Linked DNA regions of Hordeum vulgare: region 2 is linked to region 1. The links are chromatin contacts, called in public Hi-C maps. All regions are on one chromosome and are shown on one strand. The core of a region is the stretch at or near the end of the contact, and the rest is flanking DNA. Distances in the headings are between cores, read along the strand shown.

What was found. Hi-C and Micro-C count contacts between places; a contact is called where the count stands out from the background.
Region 2: a contact with region 1 is called in a Hi-C map of leaf, with 4 times the contacts expected there. The contact joins the promoter of LOC123446367 here to the enhancer-like site in region 1. A contact is called at or near these places in 2 of 6 Hi-C or Micro-C datasets (leaf and seedling).

What each region holds. Positions count from the first base shown.
Region 1 is chr4H:260,959,749-260,963,568 of MorexV3_pseudomolecules_assembly, reverse strand. LOC123448495 (apoptotic chromatin condensation inducer in the nucleus) reads right to left here. Exons shown (of 6, transcript XM_045125408.1): 5 at 3,685-3,820; 6 at 2,531-3,218. The coding sequence ends at 2,745. Among protein-coding and RNA genes, the nearest start is that of LOC123448495, 5.0 kb to the right of the region's middle. Within about 2 kb of position 1,803, at least 1 of the 3 cell types and tissues checked has open chromatin away from gene starts, as enhancers often do. A contact at or near this core is called in leaf, where this site is marked.
Region 2 is chr4H:261,065,485-261,069,304 of MorexV3_pseudomolecules_assembly, reverse strand. It overlaps LOC123446367, which reads right to left and starts at 2,050. Exons shown (of 1, transcript XM_045123002.1): 1 at 1-2,050. The coding sequence starts at 1,272. The coding sequence ends at 532.

The DNA.
Region 1 (3,820 bases), core at 554-3,053:
GTTGCCATTTAACTTTCTCATTGTTGAATTGTTAAACCTCCTTACAGAATTCAATCTTGAGATTGTTGAAGTTATTATGGGGAATGTTCCACACGATTCGAAGTGTGCATTCGCATGACATCCAATAGGAGATTTTGGGTTTTTAATAACCTATGTATGAAGAGAAGATTGGGGATTCTAAGTTTTCTATTCAATGAATGGGGCATGTGATGTAGCAAAGAAAGAAAATAAATAGATTATGACATTGGTTCGTTGATTCATTGATGAAGATCGTATTTTGCAAGAGTTCTTTGACTTGATACGTGTTATGAAACCCAAAGCGAGGACGCTCAAAGGGGTATTGACTATTGAATTATGTATTATCTCAGGTATGATGGGGCTAGTTATATGATGGGAAACGCTTGTTGCCGGCCTGCCAGCCAAACGATTGCGTCGGTCTCATGCCAATCAATTGATCGTGATTTGATCTCAGGCCCACACGTCACTATGCACACACGTTTTTCTAGTCCACCCACTACTCCAGCCCGTCAAACATAATCCTGTTCTCCACATTGTCTTCTCCATCATGTCGAGGGTGTTCTCTCCCTCGTCTTCTCCATGGTTGCGCTCCCCCCACCCTCCTCCTCGTCATGGCCAGCGAGCCTCCTCCCCATCTCCCCTTCCCACTTCAGCCACAGCGGCACACACGAACTCCCCTAGAGACACCGTGAGTTTGTCTTGATCACCCCCGAGACGCGCACAACGATTGTCGTACTATAAGAGGCACTGGATTGGTCCGCGATCACGTGAGCCGCAACGTCACGCACCCACCCCCAATGCTACAACGTGCACCCGAAGACGGTGCTACAACCAGTATCAGTTGGAGTTGGTGATGGCGACCACAAGTATTGTAACTTCGGTGCTACAACCAGTATCAGTTGGAGTTGGTGATGGCGACCACAAGTATTGTAACTTGCAACCGGCAATGTTGGAGCGTGGTGTTACCGATACGATGAGTAGTCAAGGTTGATGCAATCGACACGTGAGAAAGCTTCAACTGCCGAGAAAAAAGCTTAAGGCCTTGTTTGATACTGGTGTTTTTAAGAAGATTGGTGGGGATAATCCCCGAAGGGATTGGGTGAAACTTGAGGTTTCACCCAATCCCTTCGAATCCCTATTTATCCTCAATACACTAGGTAGGGGTAGTGTATTGGGTATTGAAAAAAATACACTATAATTTAAGGATTTAGGGAAAAATGTTGGGATGAAACATGTCAAATACACTAGAACCAAATGGTGTTATGGGATGTGGGGGGATTGAGGGGTTTGACCGGGATAATCCCCACAAATTTCCTAAAATACACTAGTACCAAACAAGGCCTAAGGCGGAGGGACAACGGAAGCTAGAAGCAGCACAATAGAAGTTGTAGCCGGTGAGAAAGCTACAAGCGTTGATGGAAATAGCTTCTACTGGCGACAAACACAAGGTTTCAACCAGAGGCGATATAAGCTACGACCAACGTGAAAAGTTGTAACCGGCTACGGCAAAGGTGTAACCCGCGTCTAGAAAGCTTCGACCGACACGGTACCATGGTGCCAGAGGTGACGCCGGTGAGAGTGAGACGATGCACAATGCTGCTGCGACGAGTCGGCGAAGAAGCTACCACCAGACGACGAGAAGCTGCAACCCCAAACGATAACCGAGCAACAAGCACGAGTGATGACCAACCAACAAGCACGAGAGGCCGCCGACGAACGCAACGGTATGAGAGGTCAGCGAACGTGGGGCGCGGGTGGCCGACAGGCGCGGGAAGCCAAGGACGAGCGCATGCGGCCAGTGAGTGTGAAGTCCAGCTTGTGCATGCGCGACTCCACCGTGTTCTATCCTTCTCATATTTGACTTTTTCAGGGCGAGGCCGAGCTGACTGTTATAAAGTTTGCATCCGATAGCGCAGGCGATTTTTATCCAACACATGTGCGGTCGATCGACCCGCCCGTGGCGTTGGCCTAATATGATGGAAGAGTAGAATGGTTTGCAAGCAGTGGCTGATCCACCATCGCTCCGGCAAACCTCGGTTTCTGGTCCGTCACTGTTTGCAAGCTCTTTCTCTTGAGAATGCCCATTGATATGATCGTTCCTTGCAACTTGCCCTAGCTAGTTGCGACATCCGTCGAAGGAACTGGTCCTGTTGCTCAACTTTTTCAGACTCCTGCTGCTCTAAACATCGTCAGCTCCTTTACAAAGCGCCATCATGAGCTTCATGATGCCCTCAACACCAAACACAACTTTAATAACACAAGGGCAGAACTGGCCATGGAATGCACAAACTCAGGCAAATCAAATTTTCTTGTGTGAAAAACGCTGCATCACATTTTCGTGTATTATAGAGCAAAGAAAAAAATCTTTTGTGCTTAGTGGCCTGCATGAATTTTATTTTTCAGGAAACCTCGGGCGAAGGCGGCAAGAGGGTCAGCCGCACAGCACCGTATAACCCACGGGACAGCACGGCACCTAAAACAGGTGAAAGAAGACCTGAGCAGAAGGCAAATGTAACACGAATAAGCATTCTCCTGAATGTTTATTCACTAAACCAGTAGAGTTCCAGGATGTTCTAACTAAAACCAGTATCTCTGCAATCCGAAACAACTTCAGGTCAGAGGACATACAATCATCTTTTAAAAAAAAAAGCAGATGACATTATACAATCTTAAAGGAGATAAAACCAGTCTTTGCAGAAAATACATGTTCCTGAAGCATGAGGGCACTAATTTGCTTTGCCCTGTGCAGCAAGCCTCGCTGACACCTCCTCATCTGATAAAGGCAAATAGTAAATCCTTGGAGAGGACTGTGTCTTCCTGAAGAGATCATCAAGTGTCACAACAGGAGGTTCTGCCTTCTTTGGGGTGGGTGGGAGCTTCTCCCTTGCAGATCCTGCTGGATCAGATGTAGGAGGCTTCACAAGGGGTGCTGGAGGCGGTAGTTGCTCCCTTGGTGTAGCAGCAGCTTGGCAAGGCACACTTTGATTCGCCTGACCTTGCTGAAAAGGAGCCTCCCTTGGTGTAGTAGCGGGGCTAATAGGAACTGCCGCTGCTGTTGCTGCTGGGGCAGGGGGTTCAAGCTTGAGTTTCACTTCCTGGGGATCAACAAATTCAGCTAACAGATAATTGCCATTGTTCGGGGGCCACTGCAGGTTGTAAACAGCATCACGAGTAGCTGTAGCTTCCTCCACGGACGAGAACTGCAAACAAGACATGAAGTAAAGTCAGTGCAACAATATTTACAATACCCAGCATCATCACAATGAATGCTTTTCAGTTAAGAATAATCTAGTACGACTGATACATCCTTTAAGAACCACATCTACCCCAAACTAAAATCGAGTTAGTCAACAAGTCATTAATAGAAAGTAGCAACAGTTATCATACTTTGCTGATTATCAAGATTATCCATTATATACACAATTAGCTTGAAAAAAAATGGAAAAATGATTTCACTGTAAGCATGATCAGAACGCATTTAGAAAATACTGGTCTGTGAGTTTTTTAGTTTGGTTACATAAGGCTACAAGTCTGCTGTATTGAACCTTACAAAAAATAATCCTTGGCAAAAGGGAAGGTCAAGTCAGAAAATATTATATCCTGCTGCAAAGATGATAAAGGAAATAAAGTCAAGAACACACTGAAGTTGTGACAAATAGAACATACTGTAACATAGCAGTGGGTCTTTATATGATCCATCCAGAAGCTACAAACAGAACCAGTTTTACCAAGAAGCTCTTGCACAGCTCTCAGGGTAAATGGGCGTACAAACCGGTCGATTCTCAAGGAAGTTGTTGCAGGT
Region 2 (3,820 bases), core at 801-3,300, 110 kb before region 1:
GCGGTGTGAGGATCCACGGACAGGAGGTCACATTGCTTTAGTGCAGACGAGGTTGTGGTTGTCGCTGACAACCGACGCGGCCTTCTGCGAGCGAAGCGCGCTGGCGCATCCACTGGGTGTGGCCGCCGAGCCTACGGCGGTCGATGGCTATGGCAGTCCGTCGGTCCCGACGGCCGAACGTCAGAGCGGATGGGCGATCAGGTCGGCCCGATGTCAAAGTAGGTGGCCGGACTGGCCACGCGGCGACGCGGGCGGGCCAATCGGCCAAGCAGCGACGTTGACGGGAAGGCGCATGTGGCCTTCTTCTTCCTTCTTGCTAGCTTCATTTTCTAGTGTTCTCTCGATTGGTTTTTTTGTCATCTTTGACTTTTCTTTGTCCAGTCGGCCCTCTTTCTTTTGCCAAAGCAGGTCGGGGCCGCGTGGGGCAGCAGTCGTCATAGTTACCCAGCAGCTCGGACGCGGGAGGCCAGCTGGCGCACCGAGACGGTGGACAGGACGCACCGCAGCCGGCGCGGGCGCGCGGGAGGCCGGCTAGAGCGGCGCGTGGAGGGAGGCGCCGAGGCCAGGAGACGGCGCAGGGCCGAAGCGGAGCAGCACGAGGGGCCTGTCGGGGCTGGTGCACGTAGTGCGAGCACGGCAGCCGCCGCGGAGGTGGACCAAGCCGGCGCAGCCACGCCGCCTTGAAGGTCGAGAGGGCGCAGCGTTGCAGAAGCCCGGACGACCGAGCCGCGGGGCTGAGCCATGGTTGATGGGGCGACGACAGAGCAGCCGCGGGTTGCCGGCTGCGGGCTGAGCAGGCGGCACGGCGTGAGCGTGGCACCCTGGTGCGGATGCGGCAGCCGGCCAGCGCGAGAGGCGGCGCAAACTCATGCGAACACATTGGAGCGGCCGGACGTGTGTGTCGCGGCTGGAGGCGCGGCCGGCCGCGGAGCTGCAACCGGCACCAGGGCATGCGAGGTGGAACCTGCCAGGCCAGCAGACCGTCGGGCCAGAGGCGGGGAGGCGCAAGCAGAGCCGGTGCGACGCGGAGCAATGAGAAGCGGCACGGCTGGAGGCGCAGTCGGCAACGGAGCTACAACCGGCACCGGTGCGCGCGGGGTGCAGCCGGCCAGGCCAACCGACTTGCGGGCATAGACGGAGCAGTCGTTCGGGCACGCGTGGGAGGAGCATGTGTATAAAGTAGAGAACGGGCTTCCGGGAGTCTGCTCGAGCGACGGCGCCCGCCGCCAGCGCGAGCACGAGGGCCATCACCGGTGCCAACGCAAGGAGCATGATGGCCTGGGTGAAGCGAGCGAGACTGACGGCATGGACGTGAGCGGTCGCCCTGGGGCTGTGTCAATGTTGATCCCTCGAGCGTTGTCGCCTGAACGACAGCGGCAACGTGGTGGTGATAAAGAAGGGGGCGAGGCCGGCGACGAGGACACGCAGCTTTGCACAGTCGCCTCCGGGGCGTGTCGATGTCGATGTCGGACCCCCCAGCGCTACCGGAGAGATGACAGTGAAGCAACGGTGATGACGACGAAAAGGGTCCCGCCCGGACCGCAGTTCGAGCAGCAGCATGCCCCACGATGGGCGCCAACTGTCGTGGTATTTCCGGGACAAATTCCATGGGGTGTCTTAGAGAGGTGAGAGCAAGGCCACTGTGGAGATTCGAAACGGGTTGGACAACAACATGCGGTGGTTTACCCAGGTTCGGGGCGCTCGCATGGACTTAATACCCCTACTCCTGCATGTGTGGTGTATGTGGAGAATATATAGTTGTACATGATGCTCCTCGAGCTGTCTGGAGGAAGAAGAAGGAGGCTAGGAGCTCTCCTCCTCTCCTGGAGAGTGGTGAATGAGAGAATGGGGGAGCCTGGGAGGATCCTCCCCGTGTGTGTGTGTGTGCCCGTCTGGGGGTCTCCCTGTGGGCTGGCTCCCTGGGTCACCTTATAAAGGGGTGCCCAGAAGACAGGGGCCCATGGGGCCTAACTTTTATTGTTGGACATGATGGGTGAGGGGCCCACCTGGCCTAACTTCACTGCTCGAGGTGACCGTGTGTAGTGATACAAACTGGACTGCCGGGACGCAGATGCACGTTGCACCGTCCTCCCGTCCTGTTTGATGGGACGTTGGAGTTGTCCTCATTGGGCTCCACAAGGACAGGTTTTCAGTCAGATAGTCTCCAGCCGGACAGGTTTCTAGCCGGGCAGGCTCTAATAGGTCGTGCTCCCGTCGGCCAAGTTCCAGCCAGCCGGGTTCCAACCGGCCGGGCTCCAGCCAGTCAGGTTCCAGTCGGCCGCGTTCCAACCGGCCAGGTTCCAGCCAGCTGGTCTTTTGTCTTTACTTCTTTGACTGTCTTTGTTGATTCGTGGGGTATGGCATATCGAGGACAACTCCCCCTATGTTTTTTGAAATGTTGTATCGTCTTCTTTAGCCTACCCGGGGTCATCCCCCCGACACACTTGTTATCCTTCGGTGTCCCCGAGAAGCCAAAAGTTAGAACTTTTTCAGTAGTTTGTAGAACCGAGTTTTTACATTGGTTTCACCGAGTCGGGTAATAATGTTGTAACGGTTGGATTCTCGGATATGGCTATAAAGACCACCCCACTCCCTCTCTTTCGTGGTGAGAGCCGTGAGAATATTTTCACACTTCCACCATTCATTTTTTGAGAGAGAATCACCTACTCATGTGTTGAGATCAAGATATTCCAATCAGCCATATGAATCCTGATTTCTAGCCTCCCCAAGTTGCTTTCCACCCATTGACTTTAATAGTGATGAGGATGACTTGCGAGGAGATAATGATTTGCTCTTTGATAAAACTAGTGATGTTAGTCAAAGTGAACTTGCTAATAATCATGTTAGTCAAGATGAACCATTGGTGATGCTAAGAAGGATGTGGAGCGCTTAACTAAAGAACAAAACACTCTTAAGTTGGCTCATGAATCTACTCAAGAAGATCATAGAGAGCTTCTAAGAACTCATGAGAAGCTACGCTTCGAGAAGCTAAGTTTGGACAAGATCATGAGTTTCTTAGAGCTATCAATGACGATCCTCGAAAGAAAAGTTATTATTATATTGCCAAACAATTAGTCTTCTCTACCTTTATGCCTCAAGTTAAATCTGAGAAAACTAGTAACAAATGCAAGAAAGGTTCTTCATCTAGTAGCAACAAGAAAAATTCTAGTTCTAAAGATGTTGTTTCTAGTAGCTCTGTTGATTCCACTAATTCCAACAAGAGAAGTATGTTCCTACTCTCTATAAGGGAACACAAGATCAATATGATCTTCCACCACAAGACCATAAACTCAATGACAAGGACAAGCTTCAAGAGAAGACTAACTCATTTGAATACATACATCAAGCCATGGTCAAGTGGGTTCCCAAGGCCATCACTAGCTCTACTTCATCAAGTGCTACTTCAACTCCAAGATTCCCATCAAGTTGATGTGGGTCCCAAATAAGAAGAACTATAGAGTTATTAAGGGGTGACTCCGCCAACTATCTTCACTCATATTCATTTCTTGGCAAGGGCTAATGCAATCAACTCCAACCGAATGCACTAGTTCAAGGAGTCACAAAACCCCTCGTTGGTAAGAAAGGGACAAGGTACTCAATGCATCAATGGACATCATCATCCGAGCTTTCCACTCCGTGTCCATATATATCCTTGTTATTCTTCCTTGTGTGGTATTAACCCATGTAGGTGTAAAGAGTATTCAAACAACAAGGAGTCCCCCTAATTCTAGATGATCTTCATAAACAATGAGCAACCATGATACGTCTCCAACGTATCTAAAATTTTTATTATTCTATATTGTTATGTTATCATTATTGG